2 separate regions of the Oryctolagus cuniculus genome follow, and region 2 is linked to region 1. A link is a contact called in public Micro-C data. All regions are on one chromosome and are shown on one strand. Each heading gives the region's core, a stretch centred on a gene start, on an enhancer-like site or on the middle of the called end of the contact. The rest is flanking DNA. Distances are from core to core; before and after follow the strand shown.

Region 1 (4,767 bases), core at 778-3,277:
CCAAAAGAATTGAAAGCAGGAACTCAAAGGGATTTTAAAAAATTTTATGTATTTTTAGTTGAAAGGCAGAGGCAGAGAGTGAGGTCTTCAACCTGCTGGTCACTCCCCAGATGGCTACAATGGCTGGAACTGCGCCAATCTGAAGCCAGGAGCTTCTTCTGGGTCTCCCATGCAGGTGCAGGGGTCCAAGCACTTGGGCCATCTTCTGCTGCCTTCCCGGGCCATAGCAGAAATCGGAAATGGAGCGGCTGGGACTCCAGCTGGCGCCCGTATGGGATGCCCCACTGCAGGCCGTGGCTGTGCCCGCTGTGCCACAGGCCGGCCTCTCAAGGGGATATTTTTGAAACCAGTGTTGGCGGCAGCATACACTGCCCATGAGGGCCAGAAGGTGGACGCCACAGCAATGTCCACTGGTGGATGAATGGGACACAAGACGTGGTCATTCACGCAAGGGCAAGTTACTGAGCCTTTAAAAAGAAGGGGATCCCAGGACACACAGCAGACTCATAGAATGGCAGCACTCCTGCCTCAGAATCAACCCTCGGGACATTCGGATCTGGCTAAAAGGCCCACGAGAGTCTCACAGGCATGGAGAGCCATGACATGGTGGCAAAAAACAATCTAAATGAAAGATCCTGGTGAACAAGACCCCAGCAGAAGGATCAGGCCATCAAGGAGGGAGGCGCCTTTCTCTGAAGGGAGGAAGGAACCTCCACTGTGATCCGGCCTTGACTAAACAAGTTCAGAGTCGGTGAACTCAAGGGGCTTCCATAGCCTAGACAGCTCATAGCAAGAGTCTCAGGTGATTGCTGACATCATAAATAAGAGTGCCAATTGTTAAATCAACAACGGGAGTCACTGGGTTCATGCTCCCCACGTAGGATCTCTGTCCTTAATGTATTTTACTATGAGTCGAACAACACCCTATACATGGTTCGGTTGTGTGAGTGCAGCCTGTTGAAATCCTTGCTTAGTATATACTAAGTTGATCTTCAATATATGAAGGTAATTGAAAATGAAACGTGATGAAGGGCAGGATGGGAGAGGGAGTGGGTGAGGGGAGGGCCACGCGAGGGAGGGAGGTGGGGGGGGAGCCACAACAATACAAAAGTTGAATTTTATATTCTACTTAAAACTATTGGTTGAACTCTGTAACTAATACACAATTACTCTTAGGTGTTTAATGCTATAACTAGTACTCAAATAGTATTTTACACTTTGTGTTTCTGTGTGGGAGCAAAATGTGGAAATCTTTACTTAATATACACTAAATTGATCTTCTGTATATAAAGATAATTGAAAATTAATCTTGATGTGAAGGGAAGGGGAAAGGGAGTGGGAGAGGGGAGCGTTGTGGGTGGGAGGGAAGTTATGGGGGGGAGGAAGCTATTGTAATCCATAAGCTGTACTTTGGAAATTTATGCTCATTAAATAAAAAAAATTTAGAAAAAAAAGGGGGGGATCCCAACTGGCGCCCCAACACCGGTGAACCTTAGCCATTTCCGCTCATGACATACAGACACAAGGGACAAGGCTGTGGGACACCACGTGTCTGAGGACCCTAAGCAGTCTGATTCACGGGCGCCCACGCAGAATGGTGGCTGTGCAGGCAGAGGGCGCAGGGAAGTTAGCAGGGTTTTAATTGTTTTTTATTTCATTTTACTCGAGAGGCAGAGACGCACAACCCTCTCCTCAACAGGTTCACTCCCCAAATGGACGCCAGGCCCAGAGAAACGTCTCCACCCGGGTCCTCCACGTGGGTGGCAGGGACCCAGCCACCTAAGCCGCCATCACCTGCGGCCACCCAGGCGTACAGCGGCAGGAGGCCGCGGTCCAGAGCTGGCCCCAGGGGCTGAACCCAGGCCCCGAGATGCGGGCCGCGGTCGCCTCGGTCAGCTTGTTGGCTCAAGGGCGTCCTCGGGGACCCGCTGCACTGCCAGCGCGGGAGGCGCCCGTGCACGCGTGTGCTCCGGGGCGCCTCGCCACCGCCCTTACGGGGGGGTGGGGGCCTGGGGCGGTGCCCCGCTCCTCCGCGGCCTCAGGCGCCGCCCCCGGAGGTCAGCGGCTTCCCCCCGCAGGCGGAGCCGGCGGCGGCGCTCGCGGGCGGCCCTGACCCTGGGGAACCGAGCAGTGGCGCCGCCGCCGCCGCAGGCTCCCGCGCAGCGCGGGCGACACGTGGCGCGCGGCAGGCGGGGCGGCCCGAGAGGCGACCGCGCGCCCCCTGGCGGACACCGCCCGCCGTGCAGTGGCGCTTGGCCTCTTTAGGAAGGGAGACAGAGCCGCAGACGCGCAGAGCACGCAGCCTGGTTTTCCGCCCGGACCATGAACTGTGACCCCCTGCATCTGCACCTTGCCCTACCCCTGACCCAGATTCACTGCCTGAATTCCTTTAAAAAAATTGTTTATTTGAAAGACAGAGAGAGATCCTCCTCCATCCGCTGGGTCACTCCCCAAATGGCGGCAATGGCCAGAGCTGAGCCAATCCGTAGCCAGGAGCTTCTTCCAGGTCTCCCACGTGGGTGCAGGGGCCCAAGGACTTGGGCCATCTGCTGCTGCTTTCCCAGGCCAAGGCAGAGAGCTGGATCGGAAGTGGAGCAGCCTGCACCCATATGGGATGCCAGGGTCCCAGGTGGCGGCTTTTCCTGCTGTGCCACAGCATGGCTCCCTGGTTGAGATCCTAACCCTGGAGAGGACCGAGGTGGGGCCTATAATGAGGTCGAATTCAAAGGTTTCCCAGGAGTGAGGCCCTGACCCCACCCACAGAAGAGAATGCCCGAGCAAGGGCCGCTGGCGGAGCCAGACCAAACCGTCCTGCGCCTTGCTCTTGGGGCCTGCCTGCACAGCTGGGAGAAAATTAAGGGAGCGAGGTTTGCGCCCTGGTCCCTGACGGTTCCGTTTGGTATCTGTGCGGGAGCGCCCGCTTTCCAGCACTGTGTAGCCAGCCCGGCCATCTAGAACGCAGCCCTATCCCGCAGCCTGCTCCACAGACCTGCGGCCCCGGGCGAGTGCTGCTTCGCCCTCCGTCCTGGCTGCGCGTCTCGCGTGGGTGGATCACCTGCAGTCGTGAGCGCTCTCGCGCGTCCAGGCGTGAGGGGACGCTCGGCGGGAAGAACTGATTTCTGGGACGTGCGCAAGGGTATGTCTGGAAAAGGCGGGACGCGAATCTGAGTACACTGAGCACCCAGGAGCAGCCCTGCCCCAGTGGTGGGCACCGTCCCGGCTCCTGCGTGCCCAGTCGAACTGAAATGCCAAGGAAGGCTGAATTATTCCTGGGAAAGCGGAAGATGGCGCAAGTCCTTGGGCCCCTGTACCCACGTGGGAGACCCAGGCTTTTGGCTCCTGCTTCAGATCAGCTCCCGCCATTGCAGCCACTTGGGAAGTGAGCCAGCAGATGGAAGACCTCTCTCTCCTCTCTCTGTGCGTCTGCCTCTCTGTAACTCTGCCTTTCAAATAAGTCAATAAATCTTTGGACATAAGTAAATCAATAATGCTCCTCTTAGTCTACCTCTCCCTGTGCACGTGTCAGTGCTCTGTTTCTCTGGAGAGCCCCGACTGAGACAGGAGTCTGACTGACTGTTTCTTGAGCTTAGGGGGCCCACGGCGTGTCCCTGCGGCAGTGTGCGTGGGTCCCTCATTCCCGCGAGGGTGTGTAATGTTCCAGGCATGGCTCTGTTGCGCTGTGACCATCCACTGAGCAGTCAGGGCACACTGGACTTTCCACCTTATTTTGTTAAATTAATTAATTTATTTGAAAGCCAGAGAAATGGAGAGAGAGAATCTTCCACCTGCTGGTTCTCTTCCCAAATGCCCGCGATACACAGGACTGAGCCAGGCCCGAGTCAGGAACCAGAAGTCCCTCCCAGTCTCCTGCAAGCAAAGCTGGGACCCACTTGAGTCGTCTTCTGCTGTGTTAGCAGGAAGCTGAGACTTAACCCAGTCACGCTGAGGTAGGATTGGCCGGTGACTTAACCCCTTTTCCGCCGTGCCCACCCCAGGGTTTCTTTCTTTGGTTGTTGTGAGCAGCACCTCGGTGAACACGCGCGTGCAAAGATTTGTTGGAGTCTCTGCTTTTGGTTCTTTTGTGTCCAGACCCCCCTACTTCTCCTCCTCACTGTCCGGCAGCGCAGTTTGCTTGTTCCTCCTCGGTTGCTGGTCCTCTGCCCTGTTCCCTGCAGGAGATGGGGAGCAGCTGGGCCGGCCTCGCTGCCCCCCACACCTGCTGGTGGGCGTGTGTTGGGCGGGGGAGGGAACCACCACGTTCAGGGCCGCACACTGGGCTCTCAGCCGCCTGTGTGTGCAGCTTTCCCCCTCCGGTTCCCATCATCTCCCAGGAGCCCCCTCCTCCCTCTTCCCACCTTGGATGACCCGGCTGTGGGCCTTTCTTGCTTCTGACAAGTCACATGGGGGGAGCGCTGCCGCATTGCTGTCAACCTCCCTTCCTCTCCGAACCAGTGAAACAGTGCGGCTCCTCCAGCCCGCCCCTTCTTCCTTGTGGCGGGTGAGTAAGCTGTAGCTGCTGTAGGTCCTGCCTGTCCACGATACACAGAGCCCAGACGGATGGACAGAGGCACGGTGGGTGCAAAGGTAGACAGCAGAATGGCCCTGGATGCTTTCCGGTGTCCTCGAGTGGCTTTGCCGGGGCTGGGCTGCCTCTTTGGGCTTGACATGGAAGGTTTGAAAACCAAAACGGGCAGGTGTTGCGGTGCAGCCGGGGAAGCTGCTGTTTCGGAACCCTCCATACCCTCTCAGAGCGCCTGGGGTAGCATC
Region 2 (4,767 bases), core at 1,087-3,586, 130 kb after region 1:
GCACGTGTCCAGTTCTCCTTTGCTCAGAGAGCCACTCTGCCAGGCACAGCCCACTGGTCCAGGGTTGCTGGCCCCTGGGGTAGACCGTGTGGAGTGTCCTTGGCCCGCCAGCCCAGTTCCTGGTTCTCCAAGCACAGCTCCTTGGCACTGGGAGTGCCGAGGCTCCACCCCCCCAGCTGCCGCGTTATGCGTTATTTCTGACTCATCCAGGAGCGATAGCGCGTGTAACCCAAGCCCCTCCACGCCCGCTGCCTCGCCCCCAGGGCCTCCCGGGCTTACCGGGCTTCTCTCCTGGGGCCTTGACGCAGCTCAGGTCCCAGCGACACCTGGGCGCAGCTGCTGGCCTCCCCGGCTGCCTGCAGGACTGCCCTTCCACAGGTGGGCTGGGCTAGGGAGGGTGGTGGCGGCGGCCCCGCAGCCCTGTGTGTCGCGCCCTCGGCAGGGGCGTTTGGCCGGGGAGTGGTCTTGGTGTCGGGACTGGGCACCAGCCAGCTGCCGTGGTTCGCGTCTCTGCTGCCCCTCCTGGAGCTTGCTTGCTTCAGGCCCCCGGGACACGCGAGGCATGGCTCACGGCAGGAGGCGTGCTGCAGGGGGAGCTGGCTGGGCACAGGGTGGCAGGCAGGCCCCCTGCAGTGGCTGTGGGCTGGAGCTGCTCAGAGTGGCCGAGCCAGGCTGGCAAGGCAGGAACCGGGCCCTGGGCGGGAAGAGCGTGGGTCACTCGGCAGGGGTCTGAGCCCCTCCCCCCATGCTGCCTCTCCCCTGCAGGAGTCCCCGGAGCTGGGCCAGGGGGATGAACCGCGAGGGCGCTCCCGGGAAGAGTCCGGAGGAGGTGTACATTCAGCAGAAGGTGCGCGTGCTGCTCATGCTGAGGAAGATGGGCTCGAACGTGAGTGCCTGGGGGGGGACACCTGCCGGGGGGGTGGAGCGGGGGGCACCTGCGGGGGGGTGCTGCAGAGACCTGGGCTCGAACGTGAGTGCCTGGGCTGCTGGGGGGTGTGGGGGGGCACCTGCCGGCGGGGTGCTGCAGAGACCTGGGCTCGAACGTGAGTGCCTGGGCTGATGGGGGGGGCACCTGCCGGGGCGGGGGCACGTGCCGAGGATGGAGGGGGCTGCAGTGACCTGGGCTCAAACGTGAGTGCCTGGGCTGCTGGGGGGGGCACCTGCCGACAGGGGACTGCAGAGACCTGGGCTCGAACGTGAGTGCCTGGGCTGCTGTGTGCCTGGGGGGTGGGGGGCGCGCTGCAGAGACCTGGGCTTGAACGTGAGTGCCTGGGCTGCTGTGTGGTGGGGGAGGTGGGGGGGGCATGTGCCGAGGATGGAGGGGCTGCAGAGACCTGGGCTCGAACATGAGTGCCTGGGCTGATGGGTGGCGGGGGGTGGCACCTGCCGGGGGGGCGGCGCTGTAGAGACCTGGGCTCGAACATGAGTGCCTGGGCTGCTGTGTGGCGGGGGGGAGGGGCACGTGCTGAGGATAGAGGGGGCTACAGTGACCTCCTGGGCTCACACACGAGTGCCTGGGCTGCTGTGTGGCAGCGGTGCGGGGGGGGGGGGGCAGTGACCTGGGTTGCCAGGGCCCCGGCAGGGTGGGGGGTTGCTGCTGGGCCTGTGGCTTGGTGTTCAGGCCCCAGATATTGAGCGCTGCATTGGGGCCAGGAGGGTGAAGGCCATTCTGGATCCCCGAGGGTTCTCTCCTTGGGGGCAGCTGAGGGGCTGGGCAGGGCAGGCATCAGGAGGGGCAGCAGACACACGGGTGTGGGGCCGTGTTTCAGGAGAGGGGAGGATTTGGAATTGCTGTCGGCTCACTGGGCAGGGCCCGTCTTCCCACCGCCCTGTGCTAGCTGAGATTCTGGTCTCAGATTCCATCTGAGTGACAAGGCCTGTGGGCCCCTTGGACCTCGTTCCAGGGGTGGGAGGAGGCTGTGCTTGCTCTGAAGCCAAAGGGTCAGAGCTCAGGAATAGAGTCCCGGGGGCAGAGGAGGGGGCCCCCGGGGGTCAGGCAGGCCTGGGCGGGGGCCTTGGAGAGTAGGCGCACGCCGCCCTCACCCTCTGCTCTCTCACCCTGCAGCTGACAGCCAGTGAAGAGGAGTTCCTGCGCACCTACGCAGGGGTGGTCAACAGCCAGCTCAGCCAGCTGCCGCAGCACTCTATCGACCAGGGTGAGTCAAGACCCTCCCGGGCACCGAGCGCTGCTTCCTTTAGGGAGCTGGGTGGGTGACCTGTGGGACTTGGAGCCGGCAAGAAGGCCACAGCTCCTTGTCACCCACAGAGCGCTTCCCTGGGAGCCTCCTGTCTGGTCCCACCTCCGGGGACCCTCCAAGGCAGACTGGGGAATCCCTGGGGACCCTCGTGATTGCAGGGGGGCTGGCTGTTGCATTTCCTTAAACTTTGGCCTGGCCCCTGCCCACAGGGGCAGAACTGCCCTGGTATGCTGGCACAGTGCCATCTCTCTGTTGGCTTGGATGCTGCGGCTGATGTGGTCTGGGCTGCGGCCAGAGGGGTGCCCCAGAGGCCCAGGAACTCTGCTCTTCGTGTGCCTGGGGAGTTCTGCCTGTTCTGGGGGGACCCAGCCAGTCATCGGCAACATTTGAGTGCCCCGTGTAGCTGGCACTGTGCCTAGGCGTGGTCGCCTCTCACACATTCACTTGACTGTGGGTAGCACTGTGTGTATCACCTCCACTCAGCAGACGAGGACACTGGGCGCGGGGTCGGTCCTGCCGGGGCCCTGGGAAACAGACCTGCAGCCGGCTCCCGGAGCTGCTGCGGCCACTCGGTGTGGAGGCTCAGTCTCTGGGAAGCTCACCCTGACACCGCAGCCCAGGGTTCTGGGCAGCCCTCTCCCTTTTCTGTCCATGCTTTGTTAGAATTACTGGCTGTAGGATGTTCCAGCCCGTGGCATGTCAGGACGTGAGTGGGCTCCCCGGGGAGAGTGCTGACAGGTGTGCTGAGTGCTGCCGCCCTCGTTTCCCCGCGCTGATGCGGCCTCTGCCCTGGCGCAGGGGCCGGTTCCCAGGCTCTGGCGCTGGGTGCGCCTCGGCTTGTGCACCCGACTCAGCAGAAACCTTCCAGGGCAGCTCGGTGGCCCTGGAACAGCATTCGCCGTGCACAGCTTCCCCGGTGTGTTGCCCAGGCATGCCCACCCTGCCGCACCACCTTGGCATCCTGTTGCCTGTGGAGTTGGCCCCAACCTTTCCCAGGGCCTCTTGGGAGAGGCCTGTCACCTTCCAGGACTAGCCTGGGCACTCACTGGGGTCTTCCTGGCTCCAGAGCCTGGTTTAGCCCCGAAAGCTTCAGGCCTCTAAGTCCCTGGGGGTCTCACCCTGCTCCCTGCTTGGCGGTTGGTCCCCGGGCTGACCTGAGTTCGGGCTGGGTTGGTAAGAACGCCTCGCGTGGGATGCTGTTAAGGAAAAACTTGAAGTAAGCTGTAGAACTCTTTGTCAGCACAGAAAACAAACGCCCAACATGTGCATTTGTGTAAGACTGGTTTTCTAACATTGTGTATACCTTTGTATTAAGGGGAGGTTAAGGATATTTCTAAGAGAACAGTCTTTATCTCACCCGGCTGAACCTGCAGTTAAGAGTTAAAGTGAGGTCTACTGACTTGTTCAGGAAGGTCGCAGAGGCCAGTGCTGTGGCGCAGTGGATGGGGCCTCTGCCTGCAGCGCCGACATCACACATGGGCGACGAGTCCCGGCTGCTCCACTTCCCATCCAGCTCCCTGCTAGTGCACCTAGGGAAGCAGCTGGGGATGGTCCAAGTGCTTGGGCCCCTGCGCCCATGTGGGAGACCCAGAAGAAGCTCCTGGCTTCAGATAAGCCCAGCTCTGGCTGTTGCAGCCATTTGGGGAGTGAACCAATTGATAGAGCTCTCTCTCTATCTCTGTTTCTCTCTGTAACTCTGCCTGGCAAGTAAAACAAATCTTTAAAAAAAAAATAGTGTGTGTGTGTGTGTGTATAAATATAAAAGAAGGCCATGGTGACCTCTCCTAACTTTTTTTTTTTTAATCTTCACTTATTTGAGAGGCAGAGTTCCCATCTGCTGGTTTACGCCCCAAATGCCTGGGGTAGATGGGGCTGAGCCTGGGGCCAAGGTCTGGAGCTGGGAAATCATTCCTTGTCTCCTTGTGGGCAGCAGGAACCCACTTACTTGAGCTGTCACCGCTGCCTGTGCCATCTGACTGCATCAGCAGGAAGCTGGAGTTGGGGGCAGAGCTGGGTATTGAACCCAGACCCTCCAGTGTGGGATCCAGGTGTCTTACCTGCTAGGCTGCGTCCCTGCCCCCAACACCTATCTTTGACCTGGTCTCAAAACTGCAGAGCGGTCAGGAGTAAGCTGTGGGCTGTGGGTGTGGCCAATCTACAGGCCCTGAATCCCAGGCCCTCTGCAGGTAGTGCCCACCAGGGATCCCTGTGCAGTGCAGGGGCTCCCGGAGCTGAACTGGGATCCCAGGCGGAATCTGGAGAGGCAGTGGCAGGGGTGGGTCTCTGCTGCTGGAGCGCCTCGCAGTCACCTCTGACCTGCTGAGGCCTGAGCTGAGATTTCCCATGGGCAGAGCTGGAGAGGGGAGGGGCAGCTGTGCCTGGAGCAGCTTCTCAAGTGACCAAACAGCCCAGTCCCCCCTGGGGCTTGCAGTCTGGGGGCAGCACCCTGTATTTCTTTTTATTTATTTGAGAGGCAGAGTGATGGGGATGGAGCGGGGAGACAGAGAGAGGTCTTCCATCTTCCAGGTCACTCCTAGATGACCACAGTGGCCGGGGCTGGGCCTGGCTG

The links. A called contact is a pair of places that touch in the nucleus more often than the background predicts.
Region 2: a Micro-C map of ear pinna shows a contact between it and region 1, with 5 times the contacts expected there. The contact joins two enhancer-like sites. A contact is called at or near these places in 2 of 6 Hi-C or Micro-C datasets (ear pinna and an unstated tissue).

The regions. Positions count from the first base shown.
Region 1 is chr7:158,176,879-158,181,645 of mOryCun1.1, forward strand. All of the region lies in intron 1 of LOC127493646 (a long non-coding RNA gene), which reads left to right. Among named protein-coding and RNA genes, the nearest start is that of UBE4B, 22 kb to the left of the region's middle. Within about 2 kb of position 2,028, at least 1 of the 8 cell types and tissues checked has an H3K27ac peak or open chromatin away from gene starts, as enhancers often do. A contact at or near this core is called in ear pinna, where this site is marked.
Region 2 is chr7:158,306,800-158,311,566 of mOryCun1.1, forward strand. CTNNBIP1 (catenin beta interacting protein 1) reads left to right here. Exons shown (of 6, transcript XR_007924116.2): 3 at 766-886; 4 at 2,066-2,156. Among named protein-coding and RNA genes, the nearest start is that of CTNNBIP1, 35 kb to the left of the region's middle. Within about 2 kb of position 2,337, at least 1 of the 8 cell types and tissues checked has an H3K27ac peak or open chromatin away from gene starts, as enhancers often do. A contact at or near this core is called in ear pinna, where this site is marked.